Regions from separate parts of the Sus scrofa genome. Here all the other regions are linked to region 1. The links are chromatin contacts, called in public HiChIP or PLAC-seq maps. All regions are on one chromosome and are shown on one strand. Each heading gives the region's core, a stretch centred on a gene start, on an enhancer-like site or on the middle of the called end of the contact. The rest is flanking DNA. Distances are from core to core; before and after follow the strand shown. Region 1 has its middle 68 kb from the start of ARHGAP28. Region 2 overlaps ARHGAP28 (rho GTPase-activating protein 28). Region 3 overlaps ARHGAP28 (rho GTPase-activating protein 28).

Region 1 (2,824 bases), core at 300-2,799:
GTGAAGCCAGCTTGTTTTTTTTTTGTCACTGAAGGACAGAGACCATTTCAGAAGGGAATTGCAATGTCCTTGAAATTCCACATGCCCTGGTGTGAATATTCTCCTTAATCCCCGCCGGGCAGGACATTCGCCGAGGCTGAGTGGGGATGAGTCCTGGTACAGTGCTGGTGGACAGGCCAGCCCCAGGATGTCTTTAATGGGAAGGGGGGTGTGGAGAGGGCTGCAATAGGGGACAGAGGACCCCACAGTGTCACCCGGCTCCCTGTGGAAACTTCATGTTTTGGAGCCTGACAAAATGAGACGCTGACTTATAGACTTTCCTCCTTGATTTTGTCCTCTGCTTTAGGTAAACAGGATTGGACAGGGTGCGGCTAAAACAGCGGAGTTTAGCCTCTGTCTCTGGTAAAGGATCTTAAGCTGGTGTGAGTTTGGGGGCTCGTTCAGGCTCACCATCAGCTCCCAGGATTGTATTTCTCTGCTAAGCAGTTCTGACGGCAAGTTTCACTACTCACACATAGCAGATAACTGCATGCTCATTCCAGGAAGACCTGGGGCTAGGATCAGAGCAAAGGCTTGCCTGGCACCCTTTTAAGGCATAGTTGGCCCAGCTCCCAGCCCAGGACAGCAGGGAGTCCACGCCAAGCCCGCAGCAGCCAGGGCCCATGGGTCCGAGGCCCAGTGGACCCGTCTTCCCTGTGGTTCCAGGGTCTTCAGATGCCCTCATGTTGTACTGTTTGCCTGCTTATGGTGTCGGCTTCACCGCTCGACCCTCCTTCAAGACAGGACCATTTCTCTGTCCTTAGTGTCACTAGCCCAGTATAGATGAGTCAGGCAAGAGATGGGCTCCGGGGTAGACATTTACATCCAGCCTCTTGTTTACATTCCCTGAGACAGGTTCTGGTTTCAGCCTCTAGCTGTTCTAGTGGCTAGGATTCCTAGTTTTCATCCAGGCTCCCAGGTTCAATTCCTCTTTTTTTTTTTCCTTCTCTCTTTGTAGGGCTGCACCCCCAGCATATGGAAGTTTCCAGGCTAGTGGACCAATCAGGGCTGCAGCTGCAGGCCTACACTGTAGCTTAATCTGAGCGAGGCCAGGGATTGAACCCACATACACATGGATACTAGTAGCCAGGTTCTTAACCCACTGAGCTGCAAAGGGAACTCAGAACCAGGTTCAATTCCTGAGCAGACAATTCAGATCTCGCTTCAAGTCATCACTCACTGCTGTCTTTCAGAGATCACAGGCATAAGGATAAAAGTGAATACCTCGCTGTTAAAACAAAAAGCACTGTACCCATGATTTGTTTAAATTCTGACTGATGAGGTGGAGGTTCAATCTATGAGCCAACAGGTAACACAAAGAACCAACAGCCCGCAGCAGTGGGGAGGCATGGGTGGACTTCTGAGCTCACAGCCGGCGCAGGAGCGTGGCTCTCCTCCTCTCCTTCTCTCTTTGTGTTTCTGCCTTGGCTCTGAGCCCTTGGGAACTGCTGTCCTTGTCACCTCTGGATGTAGCGGAAACAAGCACAGCTGGTTAAGCCCTCAGCTGTCAGGGGGCCGAGCAGCTGTGGCGCTGGAGGGCCAGCCAGGAAGCCTGGGCCCCGAGGGGCCGGGGAGGAGGGGCCGTGGGCCTCCCAGGAATGCTGTGTATTTAAGTGGCCTTCTCCTTGCCAGCCCTTCTCATTGTCTGCAGAAAACCAGGACACTGCTCATTGCTGACTCTCTTGGTGATGGTTTTTGAGAGGGTTGGTTAACATCTCAGTTAACCAGCCAGGTTAGGGAGTGGTGGGGGGGAGGGGGGGAGGAGATGGTCCTGGTAATTGACATTCCTCAGCCAATGCAAGGAATACTCCTGGCGGCCAGGGCCCCAGCCCAGCAAGGGTGCCTCTTAGCAGCACAACTGTTCCGGTTCATGTTTCAATCTTGCATTTACTTCCCAGCCCCATCTCCTCCATCTTTGGGTCCGAGGAAACCATTGCAACACCATCAAAATATTTTTAAAGGCCTCGTAAAAGAACACCATTTTGTCCTTGGTGACTTTGAGGTAACAGAATTTTCTTGAGAGAAACCCACATGGTTTCTCCGTTGACAGACTGAGAAAACTGTCCCGGAGGGAGAACATTGATTAGAAACCAAGCCGTGGCAATAATTCTGGAAAACAATGGGGGAGTTGTTAACATCGTGGGCAGTTAAAATGCAAATGTCAAGTTGCCTACTAATCCCTTGGCCTAGCCTGGCTGAACAAGCAAAAGTGAAAAGTTAAATTATTTTCCTCTTTGAAATAAGAGCCTGAAAGGTGGCCAACACAAAACTCCAGAAACCATGGAGAAATGTGTTGGATATATATATTCCTTTATCAACCAGATCTGCTGTCCAAAACAGAGATCGGGCCCTGTCTACACTGTAACATCAGAAGCCAGTTTTTTCCCCTGTAGTATGTAGACAGAGAGCTTCTTTTTTTTTTTTTTTTTTTTTTTTTTTTTGTCTTTTTAGGGCCACACTCCTGGCATATGGAGATTGCCAGGTTAGAGGCTGAATTAGAGCCGTAGCTGCTGGCCTACACCACAGCCACAGCAACACCAGATCTGAGCGGCATCTGTGATCTCCACCACAGCTCACCTCATGGCAACCCTGGCTCCTGAACCCAGTGAGCAAGGCCAGGGATCAAACCTGCATCCTCACGGATGCTAATCAGATTCGTTTCCACTGAACCATGATGGGAACTCCTGGTCAAAGACCTTTTGGTGGGGTCACTTTTGGGGTCCTGGCTTTCCTAAGCTAACACACAGGGCAGGTGGTATGAATCAATTTGAGAATATTCAGATGT
Region 2 (2,700 bases), core at 120-2,619, 140 kb before region 1:
AGTTCTTTGTGACGATGAGTGACACAGTCTTTGTAAAATGCCTGCACGCACTCCATAACCCCACTCCCACCACGATCATCAAAACCTCAGATTCTAGTGGTAGGCGTTCTCATAGTTCAGGCCTTCTGATACTTGGGAATTTATACTATTTTTGAAAATGTTTCAGATGGACTTGTGTACCGCTGATGCCTGCCTTCTTCTATCTCACAGATGAGAAAGCAGTTCTTGAAAAAATTGCACCCTTTTATTAGTGAGGCCTCTCCACAGACTTGCCTAATTCAAAAGGAGACTCTGCTTTAGGGTTTTTGTTAGGAGGAGGAGGAGCAGCAGAGGTGTTACCAGCAGCCTGAGATGGTCAAGTGATAAAAATCTCTAATGTTTTACCTAAAATACACTAAAATATTCCCACCAACTGAATAGCCTGAGGTTGTCAAAGAATGAAATGAAAGACAACGGGTGTATACTCCGCTGTTATATAAAAAGAACTTTTGAAGTAAGTGTACGCTCTGTTGGCCGCATTATAATTACATTGCTACAAAGCACCCTGCCTGGACTATTCCTGCCATGCCTGTGGATGCCCTCCACCAGCATTGAAGGTAGCTGGTCAACCAGCAGACTCTCTTCACTGGCGTCAGCAGGCAAGACTGTCGTGCGTTCCTGTGTCCCTATCTCCAGCATTCTTGGCGAAGTTTACGGAAGCACTATTTGGAATTAGCATTGCAACTTGTGGAACAGGAGGAAAGACAGGGTGAAAACCTCTCTGCTATTATCAGAAATACTGCGCCTTCTGTCTTTTTATGCAACATAATGAACCTTTCAGGTCCCAAATAGTGATTTTTTTTTTTCTCTTTCGGTGAAGGACCAACCTGGATTCTTGGAAAGTCTAAAAACAGAACTCTGCATTTCACCCAAGGTATCCTTTACATAGCTGGCCCCAATTTTATTATGTATTTTCATAAGAGAAAGAAAAAATTGTCTTCATGTTCCTTTAATGAACTACATCTAACAAATGGAGAGTTACTTACACAGACGTCCATAGCTAACAGAGACAAGACCTGTTTGCTCTGCTCACTTATAAAGCCTGAGTCTGTCTGGGGCCTGAGCTTTGTCAGCCTATCATTTATTCATCACTAAAGTCGCCGCGCAATGAATGTCCATCTCATCAGCCCTCACACTGTCCAAACACTCCTCTCAATAGGATTTTCCCCGTAAAAACTCCACAGGCTTCTCTATCGCTAAGAAACAATTCCTTCCTTCTGTTTAGACAAGCACTTGGAGGCAACTGTGGGTGGAATCTTCTCTCTGTGATGGCCTGACTGCCTGCTTGCACCACGCCTTCAGAAAGCGCAAAGGCTCTTGCACAGTCTCCCAAGGCGGTGGTAAATTGCTTCCCCATGTCCTCACTCCAATAATACTGCACATCTCGACTGAGCTGCCTTTGCTCTCTGCTTTTGGAAAACTTCCAGGCAGGGTCTGTGTTTACGTCAGCAAGACTGATTCAAAACACCACCTCTGGGGTTTTAAGCAGGCTTGGAAACACATTCCTGCACTCAGCTCAACTGGGGTCAGTAGGAGGCCTTCCAGTAAATCTGTGACTTCACTTTGTCATTCTACTTATTACAGAGGGCCAACTGATTTCCTTTCAGCTCACCTCATAAGCTATTTTGTTATTTTTCATAAAATTTCTGCCAGATCCCTGGCTATGAGAACCTTGAATTATTACGCCCATTGTCTTCAGAATTCCTTATCTGCAAAGATTCTGCTTGCTTTCGTAATAAGGTAGGCGTTGTTGTTCTGTTTTCCATCTGATTTTTTTTTCCTTTACCTTAGAATCATAAAAATCAGGTCCTTTGTTTACATTTTCAAATCTAAACAGAAATCACATCTTAAAATTGTCTTTGATTAGCACAGGGTCTAGTCAATCAATCCCTGGGCTTAAGAGTGAACAAGGGCCTTACTAAATGTATAAAAGATAAGGCACGTACAGGGTTGGGGTGGGAGGGTAGGGCAGCGTGCTGGGATTACAGGCAGAACCACAAGGGCTATCACAAGGAAACTGTAGAATGTGAAACTCAAAACGGTTTCTAAATATGATGCAAATTCCTTATTAATGACAAGATTTAAAGACTCCTTATTTAGTAATAATCATCAAAGCACAAAAGTGCTAAATTATTTTCACAAATAAATGAGCACATCAAGTTCTTGCCACAATCCTAGACATCATGCTGGAAATTTTATCCCTTACCATGAAACTTAATTTTGCTTACTGCCACCCCCTGAAATCTGAGGTAAGACTAAAAAAATTTCCCTATCCCCCCAATACCAAAAATAAATAAATAATAATTCCATCTAAGCAGGCTTTCTTATCACACTCTAATCTAAAAAATCGGCTCAATGACGCTAAAGTAGACTTCACCTTTGATTACAAAATACACTAGTAAAACAACTTAAAAACAACAAAGAAACTACAAACATACCTTCAAAATAGAAAGATGATGCTACTTACCTAAAAAGAACCCAGAATACCCTGAAGCAAATGATTCTGATCTAATTTAAAGGAAATGAAATTCAAATAAACAACAAAACCACCCTTCCTGATACTTCCCCTTCCCTCCAAAAGACAAAGGACAAGAAAAGGAATAAAAAGAAAATAAAAGACAGATATAGAGCCTTGACAAAGTGGCTGGATGGATGACAAGG
Region 3 (2,700 bases), core at 141-2,640, 170 kb before region 1:
TCCTGTTCAAATGATTTCCTATAGTAATCCTTCTTAATTTCAAAAGTCTCCTCAGGTATCTGTGTATCTGTGCATAGCACTACATATTTTTATACCACAGAAAGAATATAATGTGATTTAGAGAAAAGCTCTGAAGCCAGCTAGCAGGTATGAATGTGGGCTCTGCCACGTCCTAGATCTACAACCCTGAGCAAGCTATTGAACCACTGCACCTTCATTTCCGAATCTGTAAAATGGAAATATTAACATATACATTCCATGTATTATGTTGAGGATTAAGTGAGTTAATATATGTGAATTGTACGGCACATCGTAATTAGTAATCCCCTGGGTTATTACAATAATTTGTTAGCATGCCTATGGCTAGGTTTAGGGTCAGGCTAAAACAGGTGCTAAAATATCACCAGGGCATTAAAATGTCACTAAGAATATAATGAGGTACATAAAAATTGCATTTAGCAGAAAGCATCTCTGACCTAACCCCATTCCAAAGCCTTGTCTCCCTAACTCCCTTGGCCAGAACTAGCCATCTGACACAATTCAGCCAAGTCTCAGAAGAAAAGTCCCTCTGCACACCTTCAATATTATCTTTGGTTTTCCTGCTACAGATGGCATCCCTTTCTCTTTCTACTTCTCCCTTACTGGAATGTAGACAAGATGACTGGTGCCTCGGCAGCCATCTTACAACCATAAAAGAAAATTCAGGAAAATTGTAGTGATCAGCTACGATATTACTGGGTCTCAGAAATAACATCAGATGCTACCTATTCTCTAGACTTGTAAAAATGTGAGAAAAATGAACTCCTATTCAAAAAAAGGCCATTCTAATCTTTGTTGTTGTTATTATTATTGTTGTTGTTCTTGCAGTCTAAATGATTCCTAATTGATGAAACTAGAAGGAATACTTTAATAAGTCACTTGGGGTGGGGGGAGATGAGACACCATCTCCACTCCACTAAGGGGAATATTCAAAGACATTAGACAGTCAGTAACCTGCCTCCTTAAGGAAAGTGGGCTCTAATGTAATGACTTCCCATTTTAAGGGCTGCCAAATAATTAGCTAACACCATGTCCTGCTCTGGTCTTGATCTGTATATTATCCAGTTAATTTTCATTCCTGCTGAAGAGATTCCTGCCTGAATACACAGGGAATATATTACATTGCCCTCAAATCAAATGTGTTCCAAGACTTTTTGGAAGAATGTATCAAAATCAAAGAGTTCCCCTTCTCTTTCTGAAAGAAGAGGACTGAATCTCCCCGCTGTCACTGTCACTGCACCACATCGAAGGCAGCACTGTGTGACCTCCAGAGAAACCATCCTGGATTCTGCCCGCAGTGGCCTGTGCACCAGGGTTCTTGCAAGAGAAACCTCTCTCTCCATGACAGACCCTGGACACAATCCCAGTAATGCAGCTGTTTGCCCTCTTAGCTTCCTGGGGAGGTCACTCAGAATGACAAGAGTAAGAGGACAAATCCCTTGTTTTCAGACTCTGGCTTCTCAGTATCTTTCTAACATGCTTATAAACAAGCTCGACTTGGGTGTCCTGGAAAAAGCACTTGAAAGGCAATGGCGATAAAAAGAAGCTATAGTTTCAGAGGAGGTTCCCGCTCCGTCTCAGGCTCCTGTCTCTGTCTTTCTCTAACATTCTGGCATCCTTTGCTCCTCATCCTGCCAGCCCAGTTTTCTGTTCCTTTCTTGGCCTTCCTCACCCCTCATAGGGGAACGAGGAGAAAGCTGATGAAGCTATTCCCTCAAAAGGTAAACAGGTCTGCTTGAATCTCTCTGCTGGCAGAAAAAGATACAGAAAAATGTGTTTGTAGATTAGAGGGAGGCTTAAAACAGCAAACAAATCTCAGTCACTCAGCAGGGAATATTTGAAATGGTTTTGAAAGCTGGAATTTATTTTAACCAGTTGAGGTTCACCACTGCAATTAAATTCTTCTGAGTCTATGTATCACTTCTGAGCGCAGGCACTGGGCTAGAAATGGGAAAAGTGACAATGAAGAAATAACGACTTCCAACACTGAACTCCAGCAGTTACAAAGAAGGAGGCTCAAATGGGGCCACTGGCTCTTCTGTAAGGTAGAACGACAAAACCTTTTTGTGGAGGTGGGGGGAGAATGGCATAGTTTTCTGTACATCTTCCATTGAAAGGAAAGCAACCCCACAAGCTTGATTCTGAACGAACATAATTTGCTATGTTCTGTATACTGTTCTACCAAGAAAAGGCCACTAAATAAAATCAACCTTTGTACAGTTGCCACATAATTACAATACATCACTGACATGGGTGTATATAAATATACACATGGCAAAACCAAAATACAATGGCTCTTAAACGTCCTCTACTTTGGCGGAGGGGAAGGGGAAGTAGAGAGTGACTGCTGATGGGTATGGGACTTCTTTTTGGAATGATGAACACGTTCTGGAATTGATTAGTGATGGTATCACAACTTTGTGAATATACTAAAAACCACTGAATTGTACACTTTACAAGGGTGACTTTTATGTTATATAAATTATATCTCTATTTTTTAAATCATATAAGAAAATTCCCTGTAATTTTTTTTGAAATCAGATAATTACTTAAAAGTGCTTTGACACCGATAGTACCAAACACTGGTGAGGATGTGGAGCAAGAAGAATTCTCAGTCACTACTGGTAGGAATGTACAATGGTACAGACACTTTGGAGGACA

What was found. HiChIP or PLAC-seq counts read pairs in DNA pulled down with a chosen protein or histone mark.
Region 2: a contact with region 1 is called in an H3K27ac HiChIP or PLAC-seq map of skeletal muscle. The contact joins two enhancer-like sites. A contact is called at or near these places in 1 of 47 Hi-C or Micro-C datasets (embryonic fibroblasts) and 1 of 2 datasets of contacts at active chromatin or transcription factors (skeletal muscle).
Region 3: an H3K27ac HiChIP or PLAC-seq map of skeletal muscle shows a contact between it and region 1, with 4 times the contacts expected there. The contact joins two enhancer-like sites. A contact is called at or near these places in 3 of 47 Hi-C or Micro-C datasets (embryonic fibroblasts and skeletal muscle) and 1 of 2 datasets of contacts at active chromatin or transcription factors (skeletal muscle).

Annotation. Positions count from the first base shown.
Region 1 is chr6:100,747,177-100,750,000 of Sscrofa11.1, forward strand. No RefSeq gene overlaps it. Among named protein-coding and RNA genes, the nearest start is that of ARHGAP28, 68 kb to the left of the region's middle. Within about 2 kb of position 1,550, at least 10 of the 83 cell types and tissues checked have an H3K27ac peak or open chromatin away from gene starts, as enhancers often do. A contact at or near this core is called in skeletal muscle, where this site is marked.
Region 2 is chr6:100,608,597-100,611,296 of Sscrofa11.1, forward strand. All of the region lies in intron 1 of ARHGAP28 (rho GTPase-activating protein 28), which reads right to left. Among named protein-coding and RNA genes, the nearest start is that of ARHGAP28, 71 kb to the right of the region's middle. Within about 2 kb of position 1,370, at least 29 of the 83 cell types and tissues checked have an H3K27ac peak or open chromatin away from gene starts, as enhancers often do. A contact at or near this core is called in skeletal muscle, where this site is marked.
Region 3 is chr6:100,572,536-100,575,235 of Sscrofa11.1, forward strand. All of the region lies in intron 1 of ARHGAP28 (rho GTPase-activating protein 28), which reads right to left. Among named protein-coding and RNA genes, the nearest start is that of ARHGAP28, 110 kb to the right of the region's middle. Within about 2 kb of position 1,391, at least 10 of the 83 cell types and tissues checked have an H3K27ac peak or open chromatin away from gene starts, as enhancers often do. A contact at or near this core is called in skeletal muscle, where this site is marked.